Linked DNA regions of Mus musculus: region 2 is linked to region 1. The links are chromatin contacts, called in public HiChIP or PLAC-seq maps. All regions are on one chromosome and are shown on one strand. Each heading gives the region's core, a stretch centred on a gene start, on an enhancer-like site or on the middle of the called end of the contact. The rest is flanking DNA. Distances are from core to core; before and after follow the strand shown. Region 1 overlaps Cotl1 (coactosin-like 1 (Dictyostelium)). Region 2 has its middle 63 kb from the start of Gm39264.

Region 1 (3,890 bases), core at 1,144-3,643:
GAGCTACACCCGCTAGCAAGGACCTGCAATCCCAGCACACAGGAGGGTAAGGCGGTGGGAGAAAACTACTGTGATCCGAAGACCACCTCGAACTGCGCAGTGAGACCCTATCTCATAAGATTACAGGAGGGAGCACACAGAAGGAAGGAGGCTCTGGCTGGTGGCTACACTTATCACCCCTGTCACTGCCATACCTGGGTTTGGGAGAAGCTGGCTCCCACAGGCCGCCTCAGCCATTATTAGGCCAGAGTTACCAGTGGGTACCCTAGCCTTCCCAACCTAGTTAAGTTTTAGGCAGGTGCGCAGGGAATTAGTGGCGTTCATTCCACAAACGCGCCCAGCTCTAGTTGGGAAACACACTGCTACTGTGGTCACTTCTTAGGACTTTAGGCTTTGATCAGATGAGCCCAGGGCCTGGCCCACGTGAGAATGTGAAGCAGGAGGTATCTTATCAGGCAACACTGAACCGTGAGAATTACGTCATTTTATATGCGGATTATGAGGCACAATAAAAACCAAGAAAATCTCAAGGGAAGACAAAGAAAGCTGCAGGATGCACACGAGTCCAAAGGTTGGGAAATTATCCACATAAAAGAGCCGAGGGTGGCATACCTACCTGTAAAGCCAGTACTAGGGAGATGGAGGCAGGAGGCGTGGGAGTTCATAGCCAGCCTCAGATAATAGAAATTTAAGGCCAACAAAAGCCTGTACGGTAAGAGGTACACACACGCGCACACACACACACACACACACACCCCACAGGCATGCTCCTCAACACTGCACATCGTACTCCCACACCTGCATCAGTACTAGGAGAAGGAGCTCAGGCCCTAGTCTTAGGCAAGCAAGCACTCTACCACTGAGCAACATCCCCAGGCCTATGACACCATAATCGCTACACACACACACACACACACACACACACACACACACACACACACACTGTGCTGTGGTACTGAGACCAAGCTACAGTGTCAAAATATGGAAAACTGCAACTATGACCCTAGGGCTGGACACTGAAAGCTCTGCCTGAGAGAAATGAAATCACCCGGGCACAGACACACATGCCCAGACTTCACAGCTACGTGATTCACCCCAAACAGCCAAGCACCCCAGGTAGCTAGCCATCAGATGAGAAGAGAGGGTAAGGCAGACCCTCAATGCATGGACGTTCCAAATGGTGACGCATTAATTAGTCATCGATGAAATTCTAATGCCCGGTGCAACATGGGCGAACAAATCCCTGAACATGGGCAAAAACAGACAGACATGAAGAGCCACCCACTGTCTGGTTCCTCTGACAGGAAATGTCCAAAAAAGGCAAATCCACAGAGAAAGCAGACCAGAGGTGACCAGGGGTGGGAGACAAAACAGGAAACGGCAGATGTCATCTAAGACGCATTGTGGTAAAACTGCACAGTTCGTGGAGGTGACTGCAAGCCAGCAGGGGTCAGAAGAGCAGCTCACTCTGCCCCACACCAGCCCAATGGCAGCTTTTCAGATTCCAAAAGACACCAGGAACTGGTGGCATATGCCTTTAGTCCCAGCACTCAGGAGGCAAAGACAGGTGGCTCTCTGGGATTCGAGGCCAGCCTGGTCTACAGAGCGAGTTCCAGGACAGCCAGGGCTACACAAGAAACCCTGTCTCGAAAAACCAAAAGATAAAAATTCTCAAAGACAATCAAGATTATTTTTCTTTTACAAACAAGACAGAGTCTGAAGACCACAATGCCTGCCCAAGGTCACAGACCTGGGACTACAGCCTCAGAGCAGGAGTGTGGCTCAGTTCAGTGCTTACCTTAGCAGGCAGGAGGGCGCGGGTTCAAGCCCCAGCACTGTCCTCACCCCCAACTACTATATGTAGATATCAAGAAAGGGAGCAAAATGCTTTGGAACTAGGGAGGGGTGGTTAAAGAGCTTACTTTTACATTAAATGGATTTTACATCAATAAAAACCAAAATCAGCAAAGTCGCCATAGCACCAGAAAGATCACGTTCTCGGCTTCCTAGATACCATGAGCAAGGCCACCAAGACATGGCAGGATATGGAGGAGGGGTTAATATTTGCCAAGAGAGGCAAGCCTCACACAATCTGACTGAATCCACCCTCAATACATTAGCCTTTTACCAGGTTACGATAAGGCCCTGGGGGCAGAGCTGAGACAGCCTTATGCAGCCCCAAATTCAAAGACCCTTCCCAGCAGCCCCAGGGCCAGCACTGCTAAGCTTATGCATGTGACCCAGACCATGGAAGGCAGTGGACCCCAGGTCTGGAAAGAGAATAGAGAGTTGTGTCTCAACTCCCAGGCCAGCGGCACGGGGGAGGGGCGCGGGTGCCCCAGCAAGGAAGTCAATGGGGCAAGAAGCCTAAGAGGAAGTTCAAAGTCCTCTGCTTGTTTGACAGCCTTATATGGCAATGTAAAGAAGAACCTGAAGTCTGGGTCAGGAACAAGAGTTTAGGAAGACAAGATAAGGACTAAGAAATCTAAAGGGAAGTTCTAAGGGCTGGGTGCAGCTATGGCTAAAACCACAAGAGCTGTCCCGTGGTCACACTACAACCAGGCAGTGTGGGATGCAAGCCCAGAGAGCAGGAGACTGACTGCCCACCAGTCTGAAGCCAGTTTGTGTTACATAGCAAAACTCTGTCTCAACAAACAAACAGGGGCTGTGCACGTGGCTCAGCTGGCGGAGGGCATGCCTAGCGTGCACAGAGCCCTGGGTTCAAGCCCCAGCACTTCATAAACCTGGCGTGTTGGCGCAGGCCTGTAATCCCAGAGAGAAGAGGATCAGAAATTCGAGACTGGGTGGGGAGATGGCTCAGAAGGTAAAGGCACTCGTCTCGAAGCCTGATGATCTCAGATCCCCGCCCTGCCCCGCCCCCCCCCCCCCCCCATGAAAGGAGAGGCCAGCCCCTGCACGCTGTCCAGACTCCACATGCTGCTGTGGTGTGCACAAATCCCCACACAAAGTTAGTACATGTGACTCCGTCTCAAAAAGGAGATCAGACTAGTGAATGGTACAGAGCAAGAAATGTAAATAGGCAAAATCGTCTATACTCTACCAGAGATACACCACGTACGTGCACACATATTCACTGTCCCAAACTTAAAAAAAAAAAAAAAACACCTCGAACCTTGAGGCACATTTAAAACCAAATCGCCATGAAGCGAATGCTTCCAAGTCTCCAAAGTTGACAGAACAGCCACGTGGGGTCAGCCACACGGGACATTCTCTCCTCTCTGCTGCCACAGAAGACAACTTTGTCTGCAGATTCGTTTTTTATAGTTGCTGCCTGCAGAGGCCAGAGACGGATCCTCTGGGACTATTACTGTGGGAGAGCAGTGTGGGGGTGCCGATCACACGTTCCAGCCTCCCCATCCCCACCCCCCAGGTCACGACCTTCCACTCCTGCTGTTCTGGGGAACCTCAAAGTTAGAAGGCAGAATCAAGAGTCCCTCATCTTGGGTTGAATGGTTTTCCCTCCAAGTGACCAAGGCAGGCAGCTAGCATTTCTGAGGCCACTGGAGCCCAAGCCATACTGTGGTTCCGAGACAGAGCCTGGGTCTTCGCTACGGGCTGATGTCTCTCATCAACAATCAGTCAGACTGCGGCCTTGCTCGCCACGAGCCTGGCTCGGGGCTGATGAACCTGGCTCTGTTCTCCTCACCCCACAAGAGACCACACTGCCCAGCTGAAGTCAGGGGTGTGTGCAGACTCACATCCCCCCCAGCAGGAATATGGTAAAGCCTAGGAAATCATTCCTACCCCTTGGACCACGGTGAGGACTTCATGTGGTTGGACCAATGGCAGTCACTCCCAGTCTTTAGCTAACACCTATCCCCACACCCTACCTGACTCCAGGAACCTTCTGCATCTCCCATACCTATGAT
Region 2 (3,584 bases), core at 353-2,852, 590 kb after region 1:
CTCCCTCCATGGCTCACTCTGCTCTTAACATGAATCCCTTGCAAATGTCCCACATTCTTAGAAAGTCTGTGACTCACTCGTAGGTTTGACTGGCAAGCCGCACAGATCTTCCATCGCCGTCTTCCCAGAGTTGGAAAAAAAGCTCACACCACCACACCTGGCTCTGGGGATTCCGCCCTGGTCGTTTTGCTTCTGTGGCAAAGCAGTTTATTCAGGGCTCGAGTCTCTCCTCAGCCCAATGGGAAGGGACTCTTGCCCACATTTATAGACAAGGACACCAAGGACCAGGGAGTTGAATATCTCTAACAACTCCATAGCTCCAGGCAGTTCCAGCCTCTCTATGTTCCCCTGTCTGAACTCCTAGAAAGAGCCACCAGTCACATGAGCCCCTGAGGTATCGCAAGTGCTCACAATAGAAATGTTGGCGTTTTGATGGTTTCAATGGACTTACCATAAGGCCTTTCATTTCATTTCTTGTAGGTTAGGCAAAGTCCCATCAGGGAGGGCAGCAGGCTGCAGATTGGCCTGCAGATTAGCTACTCTGCTTCCCCTATACAGATCCAAAGATGGCGCCTTTCGTTGCCGGCTGCCACCCTGTCTCTGGGATTCTGAACCTGTCACAGCTGTAGAACTGTGTGTTCTCTTTCATCTGGCATCTGATGTCATGGGAGGGACGGAGCCTGTGGGCTCATGGGAGTCACCTGGGAGGGAGAAGACTATGTGGGATGCCCTGGTACCTCACAGTCCTCCCAAGTGATGCACAGACCTCTCTCCTCTCTGCGGTGGGCCAGGCCAGCTCAGACCCACATGTGTCCTGGTCTCTTAGAACTGGCTGCACACATGTGGCCAGTGTCCCCACACAGGAATCCAGGCAGAGGGATTCCTATGTTGGAGTGGATGACAGAGGGTGCCTCCACTCCCCTGGGCCCTATCTGTCCTGCCTGTGAGGACGGGTGCTGGGTGCTGTAGCTACAATGTCCCCTGTGGAGGCTCTGCTGGGCAGCTTCCTGTGAAAACTCTCTATCTCCAGAAGCCTTTCAGAAATTGGGACTAAGGTGGCTGGGGCCTCCCTCAGTCCAGGGTTAATAGAGTCTGTTCAGATCTACCCTTAATGCTATCTACAAACTGCCCAGAGATCTCAAGACCTGAGCCTCAGGTCACACAGCAGCCACTGGCTCAGCCCTATGCTAACCCTAAATTCCGGCTCCCGTGTGCAAGCCTGTCGTTCGTCCATCCACACCCTCGTATGAATTTGTCAACCTGCTGTCTGAGGCATGTTGCTTGGGTACCGCCTCAAGGAAGCAGAATTTGGTACCCCCATGGGACAAAGATGAATCTCTGGGGTAGGATGTGCCCTCCCAGTGCCCCCTGGAGGCCTGGCCAGATTCACACAGCCCAAACTTCAAACCCCAGAGAGAGACCGAGAAAGTTCCCCCACTTGTGACGGGCAGGCCGCCGGGAGGTGCTAACCATCAACACCTGTGAGGCTTCAGTGCTGCTAGGCTGTGCTGTGACTGCAGAGGGAGCCACAGGCCCGGCCCAGCCAGGACTAGCCCCATCCACCTCGGTGGGCTCCTGGCAGCGGGGTGGGCTGGAGACATCTGGTGTGAGTGAGTGGGACAGGAGGGGGTCAGGCCACTGAGTGGCCCTCCCCTCCTTATTCACCCCTTCCCTGTGACTTTTGGCCTTGAACAGATGGCAGAGGTGGGCGGGGCATAGCTTCTCTCACAAGCTACCACACCCATGAAATTCCCCATTAAGGGAAGGGAGGGGGAGGCACGAACTAAGAAGTGGCCTGTTCAAGGGGCCTGTCCACACAGCCTCTTCCTACCATCTGACCACCTCATTAGAGGCCCTTGAGGGGACTCCTGGGGTCACAAGACCCTCTGTGCCCCTCCTCTAAACAGCCCCCATTCCCCGGAGGAAGTGGGGGCCTTTCATATGTAAACAGAGAGCTGACCTCAAGGAAATCACTCTCCCTTCCTTGATCTCATGTCTAGAAAGCCCGAAGAGGCCAAATGCCAGGTCCCCTGCTGTCCCCAGGAAGCCATATGATGCCTGGGAGGGAAATGGTAGCAGGGAGAGCGGAAACCAGCTCCCACACCACCCGCACTTGTGAGGGATCAGAGCCCAGGAAGAAGCAGCCCACGGATGCCCAGATGCCCATCAGTCATTACTTGGGCCCTGTCCCTTGCCCTGCCTGGGCTTGTGCCTCCGGTACAGAATGCAGACATACATACATCCATTTCTCACGTTGTTTCCTTCCAGGCCTAGGGCTAGCCAGCAGGGGGTGTGCGGAGACTCAGCTCCCCTTTGACCCTTTAGCTGTTAACATCTTTGTACAAGAAAGAGCCTGGAACTTTCTGGGGGTTCTGTGGCTAGAAAGTTCTCAGCACAGGGCGTACATTATAAAGAGCCATCAGAAGCTCAGGCCTTGGCCACCATATTCCTGCCTGTTCTCTTGCCTCCCTGTGGTTCCTGCCCCTCCCCCTCCCCTGTGGCTGGAATAGACAGCACACCTGACAGTCAGAGCTTCTGCCACCCCCAGGGTCCTGCAGCTTTGTTCCTGTTCTTTTGGGTCTCATCCTCCAGAGATGTAGAAAGGAAATAGGATGCCCTGGCAGGAGCTCCTGCTGATGCCTGGGACCCTCCCTTCTTGGCACCTCCCTTAATGCATGTGATGTCTGTGAGTCGGAGGCCTGTGGGCCTCTCCCAGGCCACAGAGCGGCCTGGAATGTGAGTGCGATCGGGAAACTGAGGCCCAGTTTCTGTTGATACCCCTTACCAAGGCTCTGCAGTTAGGCAGTGAGAGACCAGAATTTAGTGCGTGCAGTTGGTCTGGGAGGGAGCCCTGTGCCCTGCTCACTCGGTCTCAGCAGTTTATCTATTGAATAACTACACAAGTGATTGACAGCTGCCTCAAGAGTCCCCAGGGAACCTGGAATGGCCAGTGAGGAAGTACAGACCCTGTGCTTCTCAGAGCCACTGTATGACCTGCTTGAGAGACAAGCGGTTGACCTGCAGCAGTGATCTGCTGGGGACAAAGTTGTCTCCCCCTCCAGATCCCTGAAGGTCCGGAGACACATGGGAACTCACCCCTCTGCCCTCCGCCCTCTGCCCTCTGCCCTCTTGAGCCCTGAGCCAGGGCTGTTGGGGGTCACTCGACAGCCACTCTGTCTGCACGCCCTGGGGACTTGCCCTGTTTGCTCTCCTGCCTCAGCCAACTGACCTGGACAGAGATTAATGTGGCCGGGGCAAAAGGCCACTTGTGGTGGAGCTGGGGCCAGGGGGTCAGGGCAGCCTTGAGGCACCAGGGCTGGGAGTGGTGCCCTGCCATGCCCCAGGTGGCCCGGAGGCCAGGGTGGGCCACAGGGAGGGCCGGTAGGGAAATGGTCCACTCCACCATCTGGTCCTCTCTGCAGGGAGGTCTCCACCCCCCAGCCCCCCAAACAACGGCTCAAATGGCCAAGCGGCAAGGGAGACAGATGGTGTCTGCTTGCAGAGTAGAGGGTGTACTTTGTTCAGAGACATGACAGGCAGAAGAACACACAGGCACATATGTACACGCTCACACACATGAGGTT

Evidence for each region. HiChIP or PLAC-seq counts read pairs in DNA pulled down with a chosen protein or histone mark.
Region 2: a contact with region 1 is called in a FOXA1 HiChIP or PLAC-seq map of pancreatic cancer cells. The contact joins two enhancer-like sites.

What each region holds. Positions count from the first base shown.
Region 1 is chr8:119,810,723-119,814,612 of GRCm38.p6, forward strand. All of the region lies in intron 3 of Cotl1 (coactosin-like 1 (Dictyostelium)), which reads right to left. Among named protein-coding and RNA genes, the nearest start is that of Cotl1, 28 kb to the right of the region's middle. Within about 2 kb of position 2,394, at least 163 of the 459 cell types and tissues checked have an H3K27ac peak or open chromatin away from gene starts, as enhancers often do. A contact at or near this core is called in pancreatic cancer cells, where this site is marked.
Region 2 is chr8:120,406,364-120,409,947 of GRCm38.p6, forward strand. It overlaps a transcript of Gse1 not described here. Among named protein-coding and RNA genes, the nearest start is that of Gm39264, 63 kb to the left of the region's middle. Within about 2 kb of position 1,603, at least 88 of the 459 cell types and tissues checked have an H3K27ac peak or open chromatin away from gene starts, as enhancers often do. A contact at or near this core is called in pancreatic cancer cells, where this site is marked.